Regions from separate parts of the Gasterosteus aculeatus genome. Here region 1 is linked to region 2. Evidence: chromatin contacts called from public Hi-C data. All regions are on one chromosome and are shown on one strand. Each heading gives the region's core, a stretch centred on a gene start, on an enhancer-like site or on the middle of the called end of the contact. The rest is flanking DNA. Distances are from core to core; before and after follow the strand shown. Region 1 overlaps fbrsl1 (fibrosin-like 1). Region 2 overlaps fbrsl1 (fibrosin-like 1).

The links. Hi-C and Micro-C count contacts between places; a contact is called where the count stands out from the background.
Region 1: a contact with region 2 is called in a Hi-C map of whole body, with 2.7 times the contacts expected there. The contact joins two enhancer-like sites. A contact is called at or near these places in 4 of 6 Hi-C or Micro-C datasets (skeletal muscle, tail fin and whole body).

Annotation. Positions count from the first base shown.
Region 1 is chr13:17,167,878-17,173,714 of fGasAcu3.hap1.1, forward strand. The region is part of intron 6 of fbrsl1 (fibrosin-like 1); the gene reads left to right. Among protein-coding and RNA genes, the nearest start is that of chfr, 36 kb to the right of the region's middle. Within about 2 kb of position 2,569, at least 2 of the 9 cell types and tissues checked have open chromatin away from gene starts, as enhancers often do.
Region 2 is chr13:17,098,129-17,104,200 of fGasAcu3.hap1.1, forward strand. The region is part of intron 4 of fbrsl1 (fibrosin-like 1); the gene reads left to right. Among protein-coding and RNA genes, the nearest start is that of LOC144386400, 25 kb to the left of the region's middle. Within about 2 kb of position 1,998, at least 1 of the 9 cell types and tissues checked has open chromatin away from gene starts, as enhancers often do.

The DNA.
Region 1 (5,837 bases), core at 1,319-3,818, 70 kb after region 2:
AAGGGTGAGGCAGAAGAGAAATAAACAGTTTGATGAAGTGATTTGGTGACTATGTTATCACGCTACAATGGCGGAGCTGCCCCGAGCCGGCTCTTTTCTTCCATTCCAATGTTGTTTTGAGCTGTAATGGATTTGAGGACAGTGTTTGTTTTTGGCCTAAACTGTTTCGTGTGTGTGTGTGTGTGTGTGTGTGTGTGTGTGTATAATACAAAGCAGCCCACAGGCTGTTTTCCTCTGGTTTAGAATGCAGCGTATGTGTCCCATTACCGGTCTCGCTCACGGTCCTGTGGGACCAATGAAAAGCCAGCTTTCCTCTGATCACCAGGCCTGTCGTGCTGTTGGCTTGGAGACACTCACAGATGCACACACACACACACAAACATCATGGCGCACATAAATATATAATGCTGTGATGATGTTTGGCTTGTACATTTCTCTAGGTAATGAGTGTTATTTCAGCTAACTCCTCCTTGCCTTTCAACACAGTGGCCCTTTCTGAACTTTATTTCTGTGAGCAGTTACGACTACAAACGCTTGATGTTAGGCCCAAATTGCCCACAGTCTGTCATGTTAATGAAACGGTCCAGGGTTAATAGAGGAGAGGAAAGACCAACATAGTAATCAGCGACGGCAGAGTGCTGTAATTATTCACACAGAACATGGTTTTGGCCAAAACCCAGACACCGTTGCCGTCTCTCTCTCATATTTGCGCTTGGTCGACTCCACATCGCAAGCTTACAGGACTGATAAAACAAGCTAATCGTATCTGTAATAACACACTGCACTGTGCGGCTCTCGTTGGCTCTTGTTACCCAAGAGCGACGACTAGTTCTGCTGAAGGTCTGTCTGTGCTGGTGAGGGAGGAAGGTACAGCAAAGGGCGAGTATTACGCAACAGTTATTTGTTATTGTTTGTTTGTTTCCAGTCTTAAACCTCCTGCAGGTTATTGATTTCCTGGAGGATGGCATGTTTAAGTAAAGCGCTCTGAAGACCTATGCTCCACTCAGATGCAGCTCAGAGTGGAGCGTTTTCACTTGCTTGAAGGCGACTGAGAAGCTAAATGTAGCTGCTGAGGATGCATAGGGCACCTCCACAGAGCCCAGATAAACACCTCGCTGGAAGGCCGTATATATAACATCTCACAATGCAAAGCTTATGGAAGTGGTGGGGAGTTATCACCCAGCTGTCAGCAGCTAGAAATATCTGAGAAGGACACTTTGCCATCTTCAGTGACCATGTTGAATGCTGTGTCTGCGGGTTTCCTGCCCCCTCGAGCCCTCGTGCTGCTCTCCTAGCGAGCTGCTACCTGCTGTAGTGAGCGGGTGAGCCTGTGCGGTCCATCAGACAAACCTGGGGCATCTTGGGATAGCAAGAGCAAGATTGGTAGAAAACCCATTTCTGAAGTGGATTTGTGCCCTTGTAATCCTGATTAATTTTGACCCGTTGTGCTCATTTTAAACAGAGCATTACAGTAAGCGTGAACACAGCAAGCTCCGGGGCGAAACCAGGAGCTTAGCGGCTTTGCGAGGCTTAGCTGCAGATGGCATTTTAAGCCGGACTTAATAAATTGTTTCCATTAAACTTACCGGCCCACACATACTGGATTAGACCAGAGGAACAAAAGAAGGAGAGCGTGCAGACGAAGAAGAGGGGGGGAAGAAAGGGCACACACACAACTAACAGCATCCACATCTGACTCTGTTAACATCTCTCTGAGGCCACATGAAAGGTGAAGACGAAGTTAGTGTGGTGTTCAGGGAGATAGAAGCTTTTGGACATGAATAAAAATCCACTCACTTTAGATCTCTCGCTCGTCAGGGATGTTGGACCAATTTGCCTAATTGACGCAGGAGTAAACAAACAAAAAAGATGCATAAACCATTTAGCTTGCCAGTGGATTTAGGGCTTATCCTCTAACTGTTTATATATAAACACATTAGCAATGCTGTAGCTTAAGGATTTAGGTTCTGGCCATACCCTTGTCTTTTTTCTTCTTTTGAGCCCTTTTTCTCATATATCAATCTTCTATTGTAGGAAATCAATTCCTTATGGTTGAAGCCCGCCTCTCCCCTCTCCCCTCTCCCCTCTCCCCTCTCCCCTCTCCCCTCTCCCCTCTCCCCTCTTCCCTCTTCAATCCGAGACCCACCTCTGTCATTCCTCCCTCCCCCATCAGCTCATGGCATGCTCCCTAAGCTCTCATTATGTGCTACACAGTCCAGTGTCCCCGTGTCGAATCACTAATCAACCACTGTGGGTGCAGGCTGCTCTCTCAATAGGTGCTGAGTGGCCTTTGTTCCACCACTGCTGTTTGCTGCACGTCAATAAAATAGCAATGGCCTCCTCCTCCTCGTCCTCCTCCTCTCAGTTACCTGGGCCAGCCATGGCTACGGGCCTGCCCCTACTGTACATGCTTCCAGTAAAATGAAACACAGTCCCACCTGCTGGACTCTGAATGCCGGAGAAGGGGAGGGAGGCTGGTGATTTTGAAAAGGAGCGGCAAGGTCAGGCGCAGAGGGGATTGGGGGGCATATCAGCCACAGTGAAGTCGTTGATAGAGCATGTTTGTATTCGACTGGGCAGCTCTCCTCTGGCCAGGTCACTGTAATGTATCACTAACCTCGGCAGGCGGCCCGACTGTGTGCAGCCTGTCACCCATTAAATAATGAATGGGGGGTTGACCCTCTGACCAACTAATCAGCTTTTCGCCACTGTTGAATCAGGATTGAGTGGAGGTGGATGAAGAGTGTTGCTGGCTGGCTGGATGACTGCATTGCAGACATGTTGTTGTAAAAACACAAGGACAGGAAGGACTTCCCAAAGCCAGATTAGCAAACGCTCCCATTGAAAGTAGGCAGTGGAATTTCTTTGACAAAAATCCAGGCAGCTTGCAAGACATCAAATAAACCATCCCTTTTGCCTGCAGCGCCATTTCACTTGTTACTGAGCTTCAACGGTAGTTTGTGTGTTCTCCTCATTTCATTTAAATATTCGGTAACGGTACAAACTCCAAGCAGAATAAATAGAGCGGATAACACTCTCAGGTTGGATAGAAAATACTGGAGGGAAAAAAGAAGAAGAAGAAAGAATATGGCTTGTTTCTTTATTAATCTCTGCGTTATTACTTCTCACAGACAGTTTATGAGCTGGCTGATTCGTTTTTTGAAGAAAAGGGGCCGATATCAATGTCCCCTTTATAGATAGTGCTCAAGCTGTTTGTGAAGCCATCCCTGTCAGAAAGATGAAAATAAATAGGGGAAGCCTGGCGGAGAGACAACAGGTGTTTAATTATTAATTGAGCCATTACTGACAGAGATTGCCTTTTTTGATTTAAAGCAGGAAGACCTGCTTCAGGGACAGAAAAAGCAATTACAGAATTCCCAGCTTGCACCGCCGCTGCCCAGCGTTTCACTATACCCTGCAAGAGAGGAGTGAAAGGAGACAAAACACTCCCACACACACATGCACTCACACACATCCATTTGCACCGCAGTGTTCCATAAATTATTTTAATTCTTCAATATTTATAGCGTTTTAAATTACGATTACAACGTCATGTACTATTTATGTAGCTCAAAGTGGCAGGCAGTCAGGGAGCGAGCCACATTACCCACAATCCCTCTATGGCCTGGCACCTTGAAAGGCTGAAGGGAATTGTTTGGTTTTTATATGCTTCAGGATGTGATGTCAAACTGCACGGGCTCTTACAAGCCTTGCTTGTTTTCGAAGACACTCCTGATTTTCTATGCATGGCAATTAGCAAGCTTGTAAAATCAGTGCGGATATGTCATGCTATCCCAGGGCGCTCTCATTGGCCCCTGTAGAGCACTATTATATCCATTAGGAAAGCAACTGCTCTGTGCGGAGACCCTGGTGTGCATGAAATAATAACTTAGCCCCTGTTTAGAATATTGGTTCATTGCTGATCGAGCTTCAATCATGAAATCAGCTCTGAAAGATAGTTAATGTATTACATGTCAGAACGCTTGACACCTGCCAGTCACTCCTATCGGCGCCTGTCATTTGTGTCAGCGAGCCCTTGGGTGGTAGTCAGCTATTGTGACAGGAAACGGGGGTCCCACTGAGAGCTCTGTGATTAGGCTTCATTGTGTGACTGTGTTCATTGACTGGATATGGATTCAGCTTTAGCTGTGCAGAGGGAGCAGTTACAGAATCGCTACAGGCCACAAGGGAGTTTTCGGATAAGTTGTCAGGGGCACGACCAGCACTTTGGCCTCGGCTTCACTATACAGCTCCAGTGTATATTGACTCTTTGAGTTGTGCATGTTATCTTACTGTTAAGAACAGGTTGGTGTTTATACAGAGAGCTTTACGGGGTACACGATCCAAGTGAACTTCAATACCGAGCAGTACTCAAAGCCATCTACATCCAACAGAGTCCAATGTCTCCTTTTGGGTTCTCAGTGCTGTCTCTTCAGTTCGGGTTAAATGGTGAAATACCAGGTTACCGCCATCCTGACACCATCAGCAGCCTTGTACAACGGGATTTAAAAAAGCACAAGTGAGGTTATGTGGCTTTTACCCAGAGGTATAACTTCGTTGACATTTTTATTTGTGCAGCCATGAACTGCTAAAAAAACAGCCGCTACGAGAGATTCTCAATATTCTCAACAGTTCACACCATCACCGTCATTGAGATCTTTCGGGCTGTGCACAGTGAGCAAAGCGTCACAGAGAAATCCTGATTTGACAAATCAATGTTTCCCATTGACAGCGAAGCTGTGTGATGAATCCAACCCTTCTTAGTTGCTACTGTGGTCTAGTTCACCAACTGCTTCACTATAAACCTCGTCTTAGCTGATGCTTCCCCGGCGAGTGAGGAAGTCCGATGCTGCCTGACTATAAAAAGCTTTTTAGCAGATAAGCTGCAGCCTCCCAGTTAACCCACTTGTAAAACCCCGGTTGACTCGCATCTTATTTGGGGATCACCATTGGCTTTTTTTTTTTCTTCTCATTTAGAGAGGATAAAGGGAAGAATTTAGAAAGGGTAACTCTGGAGAGCTGTAGCTCTCATCACATCTTCTGTCTAATCTTAATCTTCCTCCAATGCAGCCGGCTGCAGTGTGGAAGACATCCTTATTGTTTACTTGGAATAATACACGACCAGCGTCTTATCACTACTGTCAGGCCTGAAATGTAAATTGTGTCGCCTGTGATCACTTGAAGGTTTTCTTGTTTTTAATCCTTTATTCCAAGCTCCAGCCTCTCTGCCAGAGAGAGTGGGCTTTCCCCCCACCCTGCATTTGTTTGAAGATCCCAGTTCCCCGCTATGCGCGTTTTAAGCTCATCTGTGTTGAGCGGTACAGAGCCAATGTTGTCTGCAGATGACGCGGTAGCGCTCATTGACGAGGCCAGATGGTAGGCGATTGTGGCCAAACACGAAGCTTGGATAATGTACAATCGCTGGCAAGGGGACAGTTGTCAGCCGAGATGGATATTATAAACATGCTTGTAATGGATTGGACATTTTGGGAAGCCCTTCACACAGGCTTGTAAAGATGGGAAAACCATTGCCAGGAACAGAAAGGCTGTGAAACGCTTTTGATTGGACAAGGACATCCACCTATTACAAGAATGCCTCAGATCCTACGAGATCCTACATTAAACTCAAATATCATCTGGCCATATGAAGTCCTGTACTATGTGTTGAGTATTTCAGAGCTTACGTGCCTTTACAGTTGCAGCATATTAGCATCCATGTTTCTGTCTTGTCATGAAGCAGTGTTGCAGGCTCCGACTTGTAGACTACGTCTGACCGAGAGCTGGCTTTGTGGCCCTGAACTCAACACGTGTCGAAAGCAGCGACCCAACACCCACTG
Region 2 (6,072 bases), core at 748-3,247:
CAGTGACTGTGTGTCGGGGTGCTCTGTCAATGGAAATCTGATTGCATTATATGCCATCATTTAGATGCAGTTAAGCACCATTATACAAACCAAACCTGACCAGCAAGCATAAATTGGCTTATGATTGATCTTCATGGATTGTGCAGCGCTTTATGGCTTTGCCTCAATAGCTGAATGTGTGTGATTAACGCAGGTTTTTTTAGAGCTCTGTGGCACATCCACTAAATTGGTCAGAAGGGGGGAATCTGAGAATGACCATTGTCGTTTAAAGAGAGACAGCAGGAGACATTTAGGTATATTAGTGTTGCACTCCTTTCCTTCGTACCGTTATCCAAAACAGAAAACTGTTGTTCTTATTACTGTCGTATGGCCTCGTGTTACGCCTCTATATGCAATATGTCACCAGCATATTAGCTGCCTTATTGTTTGTTATTGTGCCAAAAAGAGGTCACAATAGAATTGTAAGATGATACAAAACATGTTGTTGAAAGATAGAAGAGGTAAAAGTCACAAAATAACCAAACCTAATCAAACATAAAGAGAAACAAACATAACAAGTAATTGAAGTGTTGTGAAATAACAGACTTTACATGACACACTTATAGCCGTTACATCCGGCAGGATGAAATCAAACGAACGCTGTCTGCCCGGTGTCTTACGCATGACAACCCCCCCCCCCGACTTATGTGACCGTAGATTAGTCGCGCCTGCTTGCCAGGTGGGCAGACTCGGATGCGCTCGGCGCGGAGGTTTGCTTCGACGCAAAATCCCATTTCACGCTTGTGCTAATGTCACACAGAGAGTGAAGCAGAGTGAGAACTGGCAGGTGGTGTTTACCGGCGAGATCACCCCGAACCGCCAGCCACCCTGACACCAGATGCTGATCTGATTACGGGGTGGCATGTAAGAGACTCCATGAATGGATGGAGCCGGCCAAGTGGTACACTCAAAGTCGATTAAGTGAAACAGGTGATGAGTTGATTTGCGTTGCGTCGATTTATTTTCATTTTGTCACAACATGGGAGTGGATTCGGGTAAGAGATGAGGCGTGTTGGCTCACTGTGGAGGAGTTCTGTTTTGCGAGGTGAGATTCTTCTCGGGGCCACGCTCTACCCTGTGAAGTGGCTCTTTTGTGTGTTTTAAGGTGTGATTACACATTTGCTTCAGGTGCTTCCTGTTTGGGTGGAGATAGGTTCAGCGGAAAATGAGCACATTTACTCTTTCAGTACTTTGATCTCTCCTTTTGCCCCTCAGTGTGCAACGTTACAAACAAAGACACTTTCTTGGATGCCGACAGAAAAGTAAGCAGATCTCTTAAATCATTGAGAACTTTCCAAGAAAGTCTTGTTGTCCACAACAGATTATGTGTGGAGCAGCCTGTGGAACGTCGCGTTTGTAGTAGTCGTATCATTCCTACACCCACTTACCTGTTCATGTGTGTGGACACATTTATAGAATTCATATAAACTCTGACAATTTTCCTGTGTATATTTACCACATGCTGGAACTTTGCTTACAGGTGGCGTGAGCTTTGTAGTGTTTCCCCCCCTGTCACTCTCCTCGCCTGAAGGGGGCACTGGTTTCCCTGTCAAAGTCTGCTGCTTTTACTGTTCCTGCCTTTTGTGGCATTGATTGGACTGGAGCTGCTGGGGTGAAACTACCAGCTGTTTTAAACATGTAGAGAGGAAGGAATAAACCTGTAGAGACAAAGCTATTTGTCTTCTTCCCAAATAAAAAAAAATAAAAAACGCATTCTGAGCTCTGCAGTGGCTGAATGATGAACCCATTCAGAATGTGACTTAATGAAATGTTACTTATATCATGAGTCATTTCAATCATACACAAGGTGCTCTCTATACGTGGACGTTGTTTATTCTTCGGGCCTTGATATTATCCAGCAGATGCAAATTAGATTTCCACAGCCTGTAGCAGCAGTGCCACCTCTCCAACGCTTTACCGGAGCTTCCCCAGCATTAGTATTCCAGACCCGGCTCCCTCTTGGATCTAGGCTAGGATTATCCAAGCTCTTAACATCTTAGCTAAGCTGGTTAACACCTGTTTTTATTGACATGGGAACACCGTCCCAGGCGCCGCGTCTCCTGCGGTTTAAAAAGAGCTTCTCTTGCTCTCTTTGTGGAGGCTGCGGCCCACATAAGTGACTGTTTTCCCACCACAAGTATTGGGAGCAGGTCAGCAGCTTTGCGCGGGTAATTATGAGTCCATTTTCATCCCCACAAGCGTTCTTATCACAGCACAATTTGTAACACGGCTACATGAGAGGTAAGTCAAGATACTTACCGATATGAATCACTTGTTCAGAGCGAAGCACAGTGAAGTTGTTTTGCCAGGTCCTAGACATGAAGCCCATAGTTTATTTAACGTTCCTGCTCACATTTTTTAGAGTGATTTACAAGGGGAAAGGAGAACAGGCTCTCTCTATGTGTTTATTATGCCTAATATTTCCATTGGGGCCCACGTTTGCCCCAGTGTAACTGATGTAATATTCTATAAATCCCATTCAGGCTGTTGATACAGCCTGGGGGATTCTGGTTAGCAGAGGCTGTGTAGACTCAGAGAAATCCTCAGACTTGCCTGTGTGTCTGTTTCAAAAACTCTTCCCAGGGTCAGTGGGGAAAACTTTGAAGAATGTCCCAGGATTTGTCTAAATCATAGGGCATGGATCTTCTTAAGCGTCGCTGGCATTAGAGCTGAGCCCTATCAATGATTCCATTAACCTAAATTCCAAACCGGGCTTCGCGACATGACCATATTAACCCCTCGGATTTTACCAAGCTCTTGATCCCTCGCTATTTAGATAGACGGGAATTATTGGTCACTCACATTTGTATGGCTACTGGCTGTGTTCCCGCACCAGACAGGGAATTATCTGTAATTTGACCCCATGTTTATCTTTGGCACTTATGCCTCCACATATTTTCTGCTTCTTCTTTTTCTTCTTGCCTCTAGTTAGAGCGTATGGTGAATGCCATCATTGGCGTGGGACGATAAGGTGGACGAGGGTACAGTCCCAATAGGCTGATTTTTACCTTCCTTCCATAACCAATAATCATCGCAGGCTAACATCCTCGGAAACGAGAGAAGAACCAAGTGTCTGCCTTCATTAGGACAAAGGAACGTTGAGAAGGAGAGCGTCTGACAAGCCAGTAACGCCTCATTGTCCCTGATCTCAAGTTTCCTACATTTCCACAGCTCTCGTTAAAGGACGTGTCGCTGCTGTCACCAGGCGCTAACTCGTTATCTCCTCAACGCCGTCAAGCGCTGTAATTAACATTCAATAACTGTAACTGATCCAGCATTCTTCATCTCTCGCCACTAATTGCCACGCTACTGTGCTTGCTCATAAGTGCTTCTCGCGTGTGCGTGTCTGTGTGCGTGCATGCATGCATGCGTGCGTACATGTTTGTACACATTTCTGTGGTTCATTTTGACTCTAAATACAGGTCAGAAAGCAGTTGATCAGTTTTCCTTGCAGGAGTCACTGAGTTTATGCGCCATGTAAAAAGTCATTTTCAGAATACTTTTGCAGGAAATTTGGACATTTTAAATGTCCGCTATCCAAGAGCTGGTAAATTAAAGCGCTGCCGACAGATGCTTTCAGTGGACTCCTCATGAATAACGCAACCTGTGTTTTCACCGTTGAAGAGCGGAGTGGAGGCCCATTTGCCGAAATCACAATTACTGTAATTACAAATTTCAAGGGAGAGCCTGCCTATGGTTGTGAGGACAGAGGGTGTACTAATAGTTAAAGAGGTGCACCATTGGCCTGTCAGCCATGAATAAGCGCCCTTCTCTTAGCACATCCTCCATAGCATCAAACACAGCCTCCCGTTGGGAATGTGTAGCTGTCACGCTGCTATCGACTTACAATGGCCCAAGGGGAGAGCTAAAAAAAACATTCCTTTTGCGGCATCACATTTCCTTTCATAGTTCCCCGCTGATACCTTGTGGTGTCGTCTCCGTTTTAGTAGGAAATGTTTTTGTTTCCCCCTTAACTGCTCCTGCCTGACCTAACCCGAGCTGCAGCCATCAAAACAAGGCCTTACGCATAATTAGTCTGGGTCAACTGATACTCCCCGGCTCCACACGTCGCTGTCGTCTACTCCGCCAGCGCCAGCCAAAAGCCAATGAACTGTTTGCAATTTATTCTCAATTGAATCAGTTGAGGTTGATGCGGGTCTCGTTGTTCGGAGGTGAACTGCTAGATGCAAGCCGATACGAGGGCTACCCGCGAGGCCAAGTGCGTCACCGGGACCACGTCCGGGGAGTTCTACGGAGGTCTGAAACAGATACGCTATCACCTGGTAGCTCTATGCTACTGGCCCATCCTCAGGGGAGTGGGGCGAATGCCAGCGTAGGGTTACTGGGAGCCAAGACGGCCCCAGGAGAACAAACTAAACCCAATGGTTGCATAATGTTTCTTGTCTCGGTTTCATGTTTGGGCCAGACGTTTTATTGTCAGACACATCATGTACTTGTCCATTGTTTTACATCGCTTATGTTTAGCTGTTTTGCCCAAAGTAATTAAAAAGAGAGTGTCTTAGCAAGGTGTCACGTCGTCACAAGGCTCCAGACCAGAGCCAATGGTTCCTGACCAAGTGTACAGTTGGGTTGAGATGGGTGACTGTACAATGTGAAGGCCATAGCGTATGATTTACACATCATGCCCTCTATGGAAGCATTTGCCTTTAATATCGTTCTTCACTTGGTTCCATTAGTTTATTTGGTAGGGAAAGTTGCCAATTAAGATTATTAATTAAGGGGTTGAGCAGAGGCCATTTTTCATGCATGACTTATTCATCGAGTTTCATGAGTGCACGTCGTCAGAAGCTATAAACACCAAACTGATGTGTATATTTCCGTTTGTGTCGGGCTGTGGTTTAACCCGAAATATAGATAACCTGCTTTTTTAGCAAACTCACAGCACCCATTGTGGTTTTAACATGCTTGCACAATACGCACATAGGTTGTGGTTCTGCTCACATTTTCACAACGGCTCACCACCAACGGAACTGCTGTAGCTGCAGTTCGGATTGTCACAGCCTCTCCTCCTTCCTGTTACAGTTCTATGAAAATTGACACTAAGTTAAAATGTTGGTTGTGTTGTCTCTCCTTTTGCTGACGGAAGTACATTCTTTTTTTTTACTATAACAACTTTTTACTTTTTTTACCCAGCAATAAAAAGCTCTACGTTCATTCGACCTCAAACTCAGTTTGTGGAAGAACCGGCCTTGTTTTTAGATTATTAGTGTAATATCCTTCGGCTCAATATATAGTGTCATTGTCAGCTGATGTGTGATGAATACCCGGACACGGCCTTGAACTAAAGTGCTAAATTATGTGCTTAAATCATTTTCATGCTCATATCGCCTCTAATTAGAATTGCTGCATGAACACGGCTATGTGCAGTCTCCACACTTTCTTAATTGGACATAGATCTGGAAATCTGTGATTAATTTTTAAGTTATGAAAGATGCTGGGCTGCTTTCAAAAAGGTCCTTTTGCAAGCACCACGAACAAAGGAGAATTCATTCTCATCAGGGCTTTGCATGGAGAAGGTGGAAAGCTTAAATGAAGGAAAGTGTCGTCATATGGCTTTTTTTAAATGAGATAGTCAAAGATAGATCTAATTTTGATTTGGGCTAATGCGAGGAACACTATCATCCATTGACCGAGGGTGTCTTATGACTGACTTTAGCGGTCTTGTGCTTTTACTCTGCAGTTTCAGTTCAGAGACCAGCCCGAGTGTAGCGACGGGGGTAATTCTAAAAGCTCCGGCACTTACCGTTTAGTTCATGAACCTCAGCGCTCCACCTTCCTCCTTTCCTTCAGCTCCTGGAAGCACAACTACATCAGTGTCTCCCAGAGAACGTCGAGCAAGTCTGCTGCTTCTGTTTACAAGCTATTCAATCACTCTCAGTACTTGTGGCAGCCTGATGTTCTTGGAAACACATAACAATCTGGAACTATCTGACTTGCCTATTTTACTTGCCTTGTCCTAGAGCTGGGACTACTTGTTTTTAGCATACTTAGCATGTAGTTAAGTATGCAAGG